Linked DNA regions of Mus musculus: regions 1 and 3 are each linked to region 2. A link is a contact called in public HiCAR-type and promoter capture Hi-C data. All regions are on one chromosome and are shown on one strand. The core of a region is the stretch at or near the end of the contact, and the rest is flanking DNA. Distances in the headings are between cores, read along the strand shown. Region 1 holds the start of Lnpk (lunapark, ER junction formation factor). Region 2 holds the start of Sestd1 (SEC14 and spectrin domains 1). Region 3 holds the start of Neurod1 (neurogenic differentiation 1).

What was found. Promoter capture Hi-C pulls out the DNA fragments that hold promoters and counts their contacts. HiCAR-type assays count read pairs that join an accessible place to other places.
Region 1: a promoter capture Hi-C map of liver shows a contact between it and region 2, with 3 times the contacts expected there. The contact joins the promoter of Lnpk here to the promoter of Sestd1 in region 2.
Region 3: a contact with region 2 is called in a HiCAR-type map of astrocytes, with 4 times the contacts expected there. The contact joins the promoter of Neurod1 here to the promoter of Sestd1 in region 2. A contact is called at or near these places in 1 of 39 promoter capture datasets (hippocampal neurons) and 1 of 115 datasets of contacts at active chromatin or transcription factors (astrocytes).

Annotation. Positions count from the first base shown.
Region 1 is chr2:74,577,163-74,582,125 of GRCm38.p6, forward strand. It overlaps Lnpk (lunapark, ER junction formation factor), which reads right to left and starts at 1,786. Exons shown (of 13, transcript NM_027133.3): 1 at 1,657-1,786. 4930445N08Rik (RIKEN cDNA 4930445N08 gene) reads left to right here and starts at 1,882. Exons shown (of 2, transcript NR_166470.1): 1 at 1,882-1,962.
Region 2 is chr2:77,278,243-77,282,875 of GRCm38.p6, forward strand. It overlaps Sestd1 (SEC14 and spectrin domains 1), which reads right to left and starts at 2,350. Exons shown (of 18, transcript NM_175465.6): 1 at 2,313-2,350.
Region 3 is chr2:79,454,564-79,459,042 of GRCm38.p6, forward strand. It overlaps Neurod1 (neurogenic differentiation 1), which reads right to left and starts at 2,073. Exons shown (of 2, transcript NM_010894.3): 1 at 1,988-2,073; 2 at 1-485. The coding sequence starts at 474.

The DNA of each region.
Region 1 (4,963 bases), core at 536-3,035, 2.7 Mb before region 2:
TTTAGCCATTACTATTGCTGTTACCAAAACCACATGTAATATCTAAATGAAGCATGTGCCTAACATTCCATTAAATGAGTGCATATTTTAATTATTTCATAATTTAAAATCTGTAAGTATAAAATAAGTTTGTGTTTTTACTAAAAATATTTTTCTCATTTACCCTAGCATGGAAATAAATAAATGGAGTATTTTTCAAGCACTTCCCATTATAATAAACGTATAAGCCTTCATAGAAAACAACAAAAGAAATGGAGTTTTGTGGTTTTTAACCTTTGATTCCAAACTTAAATATAAACTAGTCACCTTTAACAGCATCTCCACATTATACTACACAATTTGGGTTTAAATGTGATTTGTTCGAAATCGCTTTCAAATGTCCAAATAGGCAACTCTGAAATATCTTACACCAGGTTTATTGCCCAAAAAAAAAAAAAAAAAAAATGGTAAGCACACTTCTAAAAGCACTTTTAATATGAGATGACCACCACAAAATAAATAAATATAAAAATTAAAAATAAAAAAGACTGACAGGGAGATTTCTATATGAACTCATACCTTTATTAGAGTCACCTATCCAAGCATTCTTCCAACATATAAACACCATAAACATTTATTAACATCATTACTATGGTGACCCCAATAGATGTCAAGGAACTTTTTAAAACTTCACTTTTAAATGAACCACTCTTGCTTAAGGTTCGTATTCGAAATCAACTTTGTTCTTCTAAGAAGGCACTATGGAGACCTTTGGGAACTAGGTATTAGCCCTGCCTGCCAGCTTGAACATATATATGCCTGTAACTAAATTTACTCACATCCATCACACCTCTAGACAATGTTGTCAACGCTAAGACTGAGGCCACAGAGACAGAAAACAATAGGCTCTAAGCACCACAAACCAGAAACCAAAAAGTAAGAACAGAACACTGAAAACTCAGTGAGTCGCAGGTGTTGCTTAAAACTGCACGCAGAAATAAATTCACCAATCCGAACTCTCCGTCCGCAAACACACCATCAAAGAATTAAACCTACTGATGCCCCTTGGAGTTGCTTTTCCCGGGTCGCTCCTGTCACCACGCACCTTCGTCCTACCCCACCCCTCAGACTGGTCGCTGTCCCTCCAATAAGTAAGGACAATGGTTGTGGAGCAGCTCCTCTAAGTCGCTCACAATCCACGCCCACACGCGGACGGAGCAGCATGACACTGACAGTTTTCAGACCTTCCCGTCGTGCCAGCTCAGGTGGACGCGGAGGTGATCGGGGCTCTCAGGGTGGATATTTCAGCTAGGGATGTGCTCTCTGGGACCTTCTGACACTTCTTAACACAGGGGGGGCCCAAGGGCTCGGGCTCTAAACAGCCACTGCGCGGAATCCCTGAGAACATACCCGGAAAGAACACCGGCCTCAGGGGAGGCAGAGCCGGGTCTCGTGCGCTCCGGAGCCGCTCGGGCCGCTGTTCAGGGCGATCCACGAGAGAAGGCGGCAACAGTGTACGGAGGGCAGCAGCCCCGCGGCGTGTTCCCCAGCCGCCACCAAGCTCTAGGCCACTTGGCAGGGGCGGAGGCACCCGGGCCGGCGCGCCGAGGAACCCGGAGACTGGTTCCCGCTGTCCGGAGCGCCTCCGTCTACGCGGCCCTCCCTTCACAGTCCTACCTGAGAAAAGCGGGCGCCGCTCGGCCTGGGCGTCCACTCGGGGAAGCCTGGGTCGCCACCGCGTAGAGCCTCTGGAGCAGGCAGCAGCACCTACAGATAGAGCGCTGGGCCCGGCCAATGCCTTCCCATCAAACCCCGCGCTCCTGCCGCCAGCCAATGGGCGCTGCAGCCGGCGCGCGCCGCTCCCCCATCACGTGATCCGGCCGGCCCAGCCGTTGGTGCCTCAGAGCGGCGGGTGTGGCAGGAGGATTTAGGCTGAGTATCCTCCGCGCTAGTGTAGGCTGTCGGTCCTCGGGGCACCACAGGGTAGGGCGGTTCCGACTGACTCTTACTAGTTCTGCCTCCTTTTCTCATGAACAACTCCCACGCCCCAGTCTCGCCAAGAAAAGAAACTGATCCTGATTGTCCCAGACCTTCTGAGCGAGAGAAGAGTGGGGAGGACAAAGGGGAGGGACGTTGAAGGTCGAGACCTGTGTGTCTGGAAAAGAGAGGGTACCTGAGATCCCAGATCAGCTGTCATCCAGAAGGCAGCAAAAAAGTTTACATTGCATAGCTCAGAAGCCATCCCAGCCAAGCAAGTGGAGAGAGACAGACAGACATCATACATAACACCTCCTGGCCATACCCCATGAGGGCTTTAGGCTTGTTTCTGTTGCTCTTGGACGTCAAAAAGGGTCCTTTCATGACTACGCGCTTATCTCACCAGCATGAGAAGAACTTGAAATGATAAGGATGGTCTTTTCAAGCTAAGGGGTAGCAACAAAGGCTGAGCTTTCCAAAATTACACTCTTAACAATCTCCAAAACCTCTGAATAACTGGGGCCCCTTAAACAGTAGTGCTGTATTTCCCTAAGAATTGAAAACGACCTAAAGAAGGCTGTATTCCAGTCAACTGCAAGTATCAATAACAAAACTTCAATGGGAGGGGTGGGGGCGCTCCATAGGCAAAATTAGGAGGGAAACTTCAACAAAAGCTTTTATGTTCTGTGTTCAATCACTTTTACGGGTTTTTCTTCTTTAGTTAAGGAAGAAAATGTTTCTGATTTTCAAAGTGCAATAGATATAATAATATGCTATGTTTACACTGACAACACCAGCAGAGAAGAAGGCATAGACATAGTATCTACTTTGTAAGATAATCCCCTAAATTCTAAGATCTTCAGTTACAGCTTTGTAAACTTAAAAGAATAGGAGAGAGCTAAACTTTAGTGTGCCATGTATCGCCTCACCAATGTGGAAGAAAGTAAACAGACATTTCACCAGTTTTTATTTGGAAAATTAGCCATTTTATTTCCCAGCCTTGGTAGTTTCTAAGAACATAAAACTCGTGCTGCCTCTTGTCTCAGATCTTTCCTAAAGGGAACAGGAAAGTTTTGTTTGTTTTTGTTGTTGTTGTTGTGTTTTGTTTTGTTTTTGACTCTTGCTAATACTTGTCCTAGGGTTTTTCATTGAGCTATCAGGGAGTTTAAAAATAAAACAGGACAGAGAGAAGAGAGCTAGCTAGAGGCAAAGATTCTAAAAGATCTAATCCTGAAAAAAAAGTTTCTAGGGAAATCACATGAGAAAAAATGTTAGCCTAGCCAGGTTTGAAAGGGAAACATAAAGTCTAAATCATCTCTCAAATCTTCCCAAGTATTTTTCAAGTGAGGAAACAAAGTAGAAAAATATGTATAGTGCTAAAGACAGCACTATATTTATATTTGTCTTATAAATGGAGAGGATATCCACCGAGGATATGGCTAGATGGTAGTAAGCTTATCTAGTGTATACAAGGCCCAGGATTTAGTCCGCAGTACCATGAAAGAAATGAAGAAAGTGAAAAGGAAGTGTGTCACAGGACAATGCAGGAAAGACAAACAGAACTAAACATGGGATATACTGCTAAACTGCAGACTCCAGGATGATTTTGAGTATTTATGGACTAGGCCCTTCGTTAAGTACTGAGGAAGCATACCATAGCTACAATAAAGCATCCAACAGGAGTGGGAAGAAAACTACAAGTTAAAAAGTGTTCTATGTTCACAGTGTTAGAAGGCATCACAGCAGCCAGGGATGATGGGAAAGCCAGTGGAGCGGCTGTTCTAACAAGTCCTCAAGAGTGGCTCCCTACTAAGCCTAAACCGTAACAGGACAGCATCTAAAGAAGTGAAATCCAGAGACTACTTTGAGAGAGGAAACAAACTGTTCAAGCTGATAGAATTTTAAGACTAATTTAGGAAGAGGGTATTCAATTTTCTTAGGTGTTATGAAAACTTACAGGTGGGGAATTTGTCAATCTAGCCAGAGGTGTTAGAGTAAGCTTTCTTAAGGAGGTCACACTCAAATTAGATCCAAAAGATAAGAAACACAATCGTGAAGAAACACAAGGAGTGTCCTATGTAAAGGCCTTTTGTTTGAAGCAAGCATTGCAAGCCTAAGAGACTAAAAGGAGGCCATTGTGACTGGACAAGGAGACAGCGATACAATGTGAAACTGGGCACCACACTAAAAGATCAGTTTGGCCTTGTTTTCTAAAAAACAAAACTTAATCCTTTTCTTGAGAAAACAGGAGTCTGATAAGATCAGAGCAAAATCATTCCAGCTACGGTGTGGGAGCACAAGTTTGGCCAACATTGGACCAATTAGGATGCACAAGTGATGGGTGAAGTTAGGCATAGTTTAATTGACAGAGGGAGGAAATAAAAATAAGAAGGGCAAATGGAACAAATTATAAAGTGAGAGACCTTGGTGACAGACTCATATCAAGGTTTCGGGTAAGAGAAAAATCACTGGAGAGTCCTGGTGGGCCCACTGCTAATGCCATCAGTGAGAGATAGGGAGCACTGGAAAAGAGCCAGACTTAGAGGGAAATGGTGATTTTAACTTGAAGAAAGAGTTTAGGATGATTTTATGACTTCAAAAGGAAGTGTAAACACTTGGATTTATGGGTCTGAAGCACCAAAAGGTCTAAGGTAGACAAAAACGTGTTACTTTATAATCGGCCCTTTTCTGCAGAGTGGGCCCTTTCTTTCAAATGAAGCCATCCTTATCTAAGTCAGATATTTTGTTCTGTTCTTTACATTTAGAACATAAAATTAAAAGTGGAAGTGTGGAGAGCCTTTGGGGGTGCCACTTGGCAGGAATCTGATATTAGCCATGACAAGTCAGTCCAGGCACGGAATCTGACTTTAGGGTATGACAAAGAAGTAAGTACAGGAAGGTACCTGATGTTGGCCACGGACAAGGAAGTAAGAATCTGACTTTAGGGTAGAACAAAGACATAGGCTCAGATATCTTGATCATCCTTAGAAACATTTATCACTGGCGT
Region 2 (4,633 bases), core at 1,100-3,599:
AAAGACAAATAAATCCACAGAGACAAGGAGCAGTTGTGCTTGCCTAGATTTGGCTGTGATGTTTACATAATCTCATGAAAATACAAAACTACAAAATCCTCCACTGTAAGAGTGACTTCTATGGCATGAGATAGATCCCAAACAAGCCTACTATAGGAATCTAAGTTTTTTCTCCTTTTATTCGAAATACCCTGTTTTTCTATTCTATAGGCCTCTACTACTGTAATACAACACTGACCAACTCGGGGAGAAAAGGATTTATGTCACTTCACAAGGTCTAATCCACCAGCAATTCCCTTCCAGCAGGGTAACCAGGGCAGGAACTTGAGGCAGGAACGGAAGCAGAAGCTGCTTGCTTCCATGGCTTGCTCTGTTTGCTGTCTTAAGTAAGCCAAGACCACCAGCCCAGAAACAACATCAGCCCCCAGTGGCCTGGGCCCTCCCATACGTATCATTGGTCAAGAAAATGCCCCCACAGACATACAGTACGACCATTTGATAGAGACAATTCCTTAAATAAGAGTCCCTCTTCCCAGGTAAGTCCGGTTAACAAAACTAACCAGCACACTAGTAAACGGCCTACTCCTACCCCACCCCCCAAGATATTACTGTGTTTGCTTTCCAAAGCTAAAAAAAAAAAAAAAAAAAAGCTTTTGGAAATAAAAGACTACACATGAATGGTGTTTTTAATAAAGTGAACTTATTCCAAAGAAACTGTACAAATCTGCTATTATCTTGTTCCTTAAAAAAAAAAAAAAAAAACAAAATTAACTGTGTTTGTTCTAAGGGAATTCTTATAGAATACATATGTGTATACATATACATACATCAAAATGGGATTTTTTTCTCCACTACATTAGTGAGAGTGCCTGTTTATAATACCTTTAGGCACCTGTCAATCAACTGAAACCCAGGTAGACCCTTCTTTCTGTCCTTGTATGTTCTGCAATCTGCTTCCATCACTGCATCCTAATCTCTTCCATGGACCAAGGCTCATTCACAGTGGTTAAAATGCAGGTAAACTTTAAAAGCATAGAGTAGGGCCAATGTTTAAGGTTAAATTGATCTGGGATGTCTGAATACATATTTAGCAAAATGATTTCCTGGAATTGGGGATATAAAAACAATCAATAGAGATGTGCAAATGCTTAGTAATTCCTTTGGAGTTTTGTTGTCGTCATTGTTACAGGGTAAAGGCAGCCACCAAGTTCTGTCCACAAAAAAGTATTATGTATAAAGGCTTCCTGGTTCTAGAACAAAGAAAGTATTTTATTGCCTAAAGCAAAGGGAAGATATTTTCCTTCTATTTAGTATTGTTATACTAAAATAGCATACCAATGAAACCAGCTAGGTGTGACAAGTCCCAAGGTTTGTAAACAAAGATAACTGTTCTTTATTGTGATTTCTTCCTTGATAGGGGTAAATCCACCCCCCTAAAAAAAATAAAATAAAATTGATTCAACCAAAGAAAACCACAGGGATTTTCCAACATGGGGGGTGGGTACCCTGAATGACAATGTTAATGTGAGAGATTGTCAAACTGCTGGCAGGCATGGTGGGTTATGCTGGATACAGACAAAACCTAAAGACAGCTAGGACCTGTCAAACAGCAGCTGTCTAGTTATTCCCACAGCAGAATTCCCAACTTCTCTGGGTGAGGGCCATGTGTGAGAAGGTGTCAAAGCCTGGAGAGTCAAGGGGTCGTCAGTGTCTGTATGCCCAGCCACAGACAGGGTGAATCCCACCATCCCCTCCAGAGCCGGGCATACTGAGACTGTCCTTCTTTCTAAGGGACACTAGATATCTCAGGTCCCCGCACCCTGGCCAAGTATCTCCGGCCTCCCTTTGTGGCCCTCTGTGACTGGAGGGCTGTGACCCGCCCGCAGGCCCCGGAGAAGCCGAGCCCTACGGCAACCCCGGAGCTCCGGCCCTGCAGCCCGCGTCCCGCACCGGCAGCTACCGGCACACACAAAGGAGCGGGCCGGGATGCGGGGGCGCGGGGGCTTGCCTGGGATGCTCGCACGCGGGGAGGGAGTGGAACCCCATGAATCCAGGCTGACACTCAAACCTGTTGCTGGATTCGGGGCCCAGGGACCCCGCCAGGGCGCGGGCGCAACGGGTGCGGGCCGAGGCCGAGGCGGCGGGAGCGGGGAGGGCCCGCGGGGCTCGCACCTCGGGCGCTTTGTCTGCGGCGGGCGCGGACCAGCCGGCGGCGTAGCAGGGTGGGGGAACCGCCGCCGCCCTCCCGCCCGCGCCACGCGCGTCCCTGTCCCGCGCGGCCTGCGCCCCCCGCCCCGCGCGGCCGCACTCACCTGGCTGGCGCGGGCCGGGCTGGCGGGCGTTGGGGACGACGCGGGGACGCCGGCGCGGCGGGCGGAGAGCTGGGCGAGGCGGGAGGGAGGCGGGCCGGGGGCGGAGCGGCCCGGGCGGCGGGCCCGCGGCAAATCGCTGCCCGGCCCTCCGTGCGTCAGGCTGGGGGGCGGCGGCGCGGGTGGCCCGGCCACCTCCCGGCACCCGCGGCCTGGCCCTGTCCGCGCGACCTCGCGTGCGCCCGTGGCGGCCGCGCGGAGACCCCGCCCGGCGCGGAAGGGGGCGGGGCACTTGGGATTGACGTCCTGTGGTCCCCACCCCGTAGAGCTTGACCGCGTGGGTGGTGGAAGCTACCCGGGCCGGGGGTCAGGAAGTGTGGCTGGAGTGGTCCTAACACTCTTTTATTTGTTTTCTCCTGCTTCACCCATCTCCCACTTCCATAGTCTCTAAGGTCTCCCCTAGTGTAGAAACCCCTGTGTGCTGGGATGCCTGTGGTACCATGCACACAGGGTTGGAAACTGGAGGGGCAAAAGCTGGTTGGGATTCCAGACTTTTGTTTGACTCTGGGGATCTTTCTATTGGATGATCCAAAATTCACAAACGGGGCTTTCTGACGATGACTACCTCAGTATCCTCTTTTATTATTTTATTGCACAAGTCACTTTTAGGTCATTTCCTGAATTCAGTTCAAAAGAGTCATCCGCACAAAACCACAATGGCCACATGGTCGCTATGCCTGGTCTTCCATAGGATGCACAAGGCCACCCCAGTATAACCCAGTTTCGTTAACAATCTCTCTCCATTCCAAATAAGCACCCAACTTTCTCTGTTTAAGCTGCTTGGCTGAAAATAGAAGAGCAATTTCTTCCTGTTAATTCTGGGTGACAAATCTGTGTCTATTGCTACTACTTGGTCAAAGAAATCCTACTGTTAGCCACTCTTGAGAGCCATGGCTTTCTAGATTCACTTCTGCTTGAGTTCCATGTAACTGCCAACCCTCCCCCGGCCCCCAATCGAAGCCCAGCGTGCCTCTTCTGTATCTAAAAACCCTCATAGGTTGTGTATGTAGACTAGAATCCGCAGTAGACTCCACAACCTCTTCACCTGCTGTTCTATCTTCTGCCACATCCACACACCACACAGATTCCACAGGCTCTGAGGCTATGCTTCCATAGCTCCTCCCACTTGAAATCCATCCCTTGCATAGCCAGATGAACTCCTACCATCCCCAAAGACAGCTCATGACTTCTTCCTAGTACTGGCTCACAGGCCAGCCTCATCCCACACACCATAAACTAGACACTCTGTCCTCTCTACTTTCATAGAACCTTTGAGTTCCTGTGATTATCTTTACTACTTTCTTTCTTTGGTGGTCTTTTCTTCCTGGACCGTGTGATCCTTAAAAGAACAGAGATTTGACCTTGCTCATTTTGGGTTCCCCAGGGCATAGTACAGTGCTCAACACAAGGAAAGTTCTCTTTAACTGTTGAGATTAGGTCGTTATCTATCCAACAAAAAGTGTCTGTCTTCAAAGAGGAGGATCTACAACAAACTTGACACCCTACTGTGATTTTTCCTCCCTCTGCCCCGTGGGATTCTCTGCTTATCATGTTAAAACCCGTGTTTTCTCCGCTCACATTCTTCGCTTATCCAAATAACACAAGTGCATGCCTAAGGATCCTCTCCAGTAATTTTCAACACCATCTGACTTTTGTGTGTACTTTCTACTTACCCATGGGTCCCTCGGAGTGTCACTCAGTCACCTGATAAGAATCAAGAGGAACTAACAAAACAAATGAAAAACACTGGAGTATGGATTCACAGAAATGAGGGTGTTGCGCCTCCCAGGAGCTGACAGAGGGAACTCAGCTCCATCTTTTCAGCTGAGTAGGCCCCACAGCCAGAGTTCCATGTAAGCATTTGTAGAATTGTGTGTGTACGTGTGTGTGTGTGTGTGTGTGTGTGTGTGTATGAGACATGTACGAGAGAGAGAGAGAGAGAGAGAGAGAGAGAGAGAGAGAGAGAGAGAGAGAGAGAGAGAGAGTCATATCCTTGCAAAACACGTATCTATCACTTGCTTGAGCCTCAAGGGCCATTCCTCACTCTACAGTAGCATTTTCTCTTTAAGGTCCCGCTGCCGGCTCTGTGGAACTGAACTGTGTGTCTCTATGAACTCAGATGGTAGATAATGATATTGGTAGAAACATCACCTGTTTTAAATTATAAGTAGAGTGGGGAGCTACTAGATCTATAATTTCCTAGCTCTGTGACCTTGGACAAGCACCAATTCTATCAGTATGACTACCCTAAAAGGGAATGATAA
Region 3 (4,479 bases), core at 823-3,322, 2.2 Mb after region 2:
GCGCAGGATCTCTGACAGAGCCCAGATGTAGTTCTTGGCCAAGCGCAGTGTCTCTATTTTAGACAGTTTCTGGGTCTTGGAGTAGCAAGGTACCACCTTGCGCAGGTTGTCCAGCGCCGCGTTCAGCCCGTGCATGCGGTTCCGCTCGCGGGCGTTGGCCTTCATGCGCCTTAATTTAAAACGTTCTAGGCGCGCCTTGGTCATCTTTTTCTTTTTGGGACCCCGTCTCTTGGGCTTTTGATCCTCCTCCTCCTCTTCTTCTTCCTCCTCTTCCTCTAGATCCTCATCTTCCTCCTCCTCCTCTCCCCCGTTTCTCAGAGAGTCCTCCTCTGCATTCATGGCTTCAAGCTCGTCCTCTTTCTTGTCTGCCTCGTGTTCCTCGTCCTGAGAACTGAGACACTCATCTGTCCAGCTTGGGGGACCTTGGGGCTGAGGCTCGCCCATCAGCCCGCTCTCGCTGTATGATTTGGTCATGTTTCCACTTCCTGTATTGAACAGGGAGAGAGGCAAGCAGAAGAAGAAAGGGGGGGAAATCCACCCGCTATATTTAAAAGCTGGATAAGCCTTCAGCTCCCTCTCCCTAATCCTACAGAAATGCACACAAATAGAAATACACAGGAGTCCACTGCAAAATGGATGCCTCCAGGAAAAGTTAAACGCAGTGCTTCATGCTGGCGTGTCTGTACCTCGGTGCTGCGTAGTAGGTACCACTAGGCCTGTCATGAGTGGCTATGGGTGCCTTTCCTAGTGATCAGCTCAACTGTGTGCAGGGCAATTATCTGGCCAGGTGCCCTGTGTGGAAATGCGTACAGAGTGCATGGTTTTCTGACTGTGTCCCAAGTCACTCCCAACTCACAAAAACGATGAGTTTGGAAATGGAATACTCTGAACTCATCTCTGCTCTGGCTTCGCACTACTTAGAGGTTTAAATAAATTGAAAAGCCATTACGTAATTTCCTAGCACTGACCCCAATTTTTAAAGAAGATTATATGGAAGGGAGAGCCAATGCACAGAGGAGGAAAGGTAGTTTCCATCAAATTATTTTCCTATCGACAACACATTTGGCCACAGAAGTGGGCACAAGTCTTCCATCCCTCTCTTGCCTTTCTTTCTTTGCCTCACCACCCCCCCCCCACGCCCCCGCTAAATTCCCACCTTGTACAAAAGCTCTGGCTCCCAGGCGAGGCTCTCCCACGCGCTGGGGATCAGGTGCAAAAGGCTCCTCTCTAATAAACAGCCCATTGAAAGGGCCGCCCGCTCTTTATTGGGGCTTTTCAAAGTTCGCCTCAAACCTCCCTTTAAAAGATGGAGTAATTACAATGGTCAGCGACTGGCAATGGTGAAGGTGCTGCTTCTCATAAGAACTGTAAAAAGCCTTTAGTAAAACAACTGAATGTCTGGCCCCAGCATGGGGACTTGGCCGCCTCTGGGACAGTAACAGGTAGCAGGAAAATTTCCTTCCTTTTCTCCCCCTCTCCCTACATTTCAGCTAAGCTATTTCAGAGTCCAATCGGTTTTCCAGTACTACATTCTCCTGAAATAGATAGTTTCATATGCACGATGAGCCTAAATATCTGTACACCAAATAAAACTATGGGCAGCAGGTGTTTTTGTTTGTTTGTTTTGTTTTGTTTTGTTTTTCTCTTTCTCTCCTTTTCTCCCCTGAATAAGTGAGAACTGGAAGTGGTTGTTTGCTTTGGGGACTTTCAAATAACCGCTTACAAATAATTACAGTTACTCCCCTCCCCAAACATTCTAAAAGCTTCTATACTATTAAAAATTAAATGTAATTAGAAAGCCTGCAGGGGGTACTTGAGTGCTGGGACTCATTACGTGCGAGTACTTGTGGGCAATTACGAGGAGGGACACTGATCTCAAATATAGGGACAACCGACTCCACAAATGTGCGCATGCAAAGTACCAAGGTACAGCTCTTCAATTATTGCTTTTATTCTCGGGAGAGTAAAAAATAGGAATCATAATTACCTGTTGTTAAAAGGTTCTGAATAGTGACGATCTCATAACCCTGGAGCCTCGGGACACCTTGCCTTCTGCGTGGGCGAATTCCTCGTGTCCCGGTGGCGCGGGCGCTAGGGTTATATAGCCGAGTTGCTGATGCTGAGCGCGGGCGGGGCCGTGAGCTGAGCAACGAGCAGGTCCCTGCGCCCCGCAATCGCGCACGCGTCCAGACTGAACGACTCCCGCCCTCATTCACCCCTCCCCAGAACTTTCCTCCCGCCCCCTTCCACCACCACTCCCCTCACCCCCACAGTACCTCCGCCCCTGCTCCTTCCTCCCCGGCATGCGCCATATGGTCTTCCCGGTCCAGCCAAGAGCCGGGAACCACGTGACCTGCCTATTTGTATGCCGCGGAGCGCTCCATTCCGGCCCCTTTGTGGCCAGAAGAAAGTGGCCCATCTGTCGCCAGTTAGAGACTCCGCGGACCTGTTTTTACCCGCAGGAGAGATTAACCCTTTGTGGCAGCAGAAGACAGAGGACATGTGGGGGGGGGGGGGGTTGCGGGAGGCGAGCTGGAAAGGTAAAGAAAGATCACTGAGTCTATGTCCTAGCCTGAAGACTGCTTTAGCGCAGAGAGGTAGACAGAGGTGAACCACTCACAATCCCAGATACTGAGGTGCACTGAAGGGTCCTTCCCTTGACAATGGTCTCCGGTGGTGCAGTTTGACTTTGTTCTCTCTGGAGAGGCCCATCTCTTAGCTTCTACCTCTTAGCAGAGGCTTTGCTTATTGCCACCAAAGGGTGGCTGGCTTCTAATCTCCATCACCTCTCTAGGCAAACATTTATTTCATATAAAAACGACCTCATCTGGAAACACAGCCTTGACTCAACCTTCCTGACTAGAGCATCTTCTAGAATCCTTTGCAAGTCAGCTTCCATACCCTACACTTGAACACTCCAAATGTAAACCTAACGGTCACCTGCTCCTACCCCAGAGACTTCACTAAGAGTCTTCAACTCTAAACCCTAGAATTTTGTGTCTAAAGCTAGTTTTTGCCAGCAGACCTTGGCTCCGTTGGTTTTCAGATGCTCCTGGAGTAATGAATGACCTCAGCTAGCTCATCTAGGGAATGCTAAGATTAAACAACCCCGCACCAGAGGTGGGAATTTCATCTCTGACACAGACCATAATTCAATCACAGCCTTCCTTGAGCCCCTAGTGCTCAATCTCTGGGGCCTTGGTCAGAAGAAGCTCAAAGAGAAGCTGCAATAAAACTCTATTCAATGTGCTGTTTCCCTTTCTGGGGACTCTGTGTTTTGAGTCAAGCAAAGTCTATTGTGGAATAGCCTTATCTATTCTTAAATAAGGAGTCTTTATTTTCTCCATCTGAAGGAGGAATCTTTCAGATGGATGATCCTCCGTCCTTCTAGCCCAAGAAAAGTGACAGAGGAGGAGGAGGAATGGTTGGCCTCCTTTCTCTTTCCAGTTCCTCTTCTAACTCTTCATTAAGTTCTTACCCTCTTCAACCCCTTTGCAATGAATGCATCCTACTTGAATTGCTTATGTAAAGGCAATTGCCCTTGAGTTTGCAAACAGTGTCAGGGTTGAGTGGCTGGAATGGGGTACATCTGGGAAAGGGGAGGGGGAGAGGGTTCTAAGGAGATCCTGGGCATTTGCAAGATATTGAAAGTAACCTTCCAGACCCGGAACGAATCTAAAAAGAAAAGCAAGGCATTGTGGGAGTTCTTTGGTGGCCTAAAACATGGCACCAATCATTCTGGGATTCTAGAGATAAACTGCCTGGAGTTTTTCTTTTTCTTTGTTCTGTCAACTGGCTGAGAGCAGAGCAAGCAAGGAGCATTGTCTTTTTTTTTGGGGGGGGGGGTTGTTTTTTTGTTTTGTTTTTGTTTTTTTTCATTTACTCTGGGTGTTGCGTTTAAATACCTGGATCCGCAGAAAAATCTTGAAGGTTAAGCACAGTAGAGGCAGATTTTATTGGGACAGCCCTTCTATGAAGAGTTGGCATATCCTCATTCAGTGAAATGTAACTCGGATTCTGGCTCTCACCTCTCCATTTTAGGGGATGCTACAGGAGAGTTATTGGGGAGCGGTGGAAGTTATGGCTCAGGGGATCTGACTAACGGACCAGGGAGTTTTGAAAAGAAAAGCTACACCTGGATATTCCCGGAACTTGAAGTAAGATCTCTCTTTCCTGAATGTTCATGCTTTGCTGCATTCTAATGTGGCCTTGATTCCAAGTCGGAGTTACAAACACCAAGGCTCCCAGCAAGTGTCCTCCGAGCTCCGGGGAAGCAGTGGGTGCCTAATAAGGATGGGGGGTTAAGTATTTTTGCTTTGTGAAAGTATGTGTGTGTTGCGGGAAGGCGCAAGACTGCGGGACGGGGGGCGGGGGGCGGCCGCACCTGAACTGCACCCAGCTGGAATGCAGAGCGCTCGGTGGAGTCCGGCGCTGGGGCCCATGACCCTGGCCGGCTGCCTTGTTCTTATGCGCTGGTGG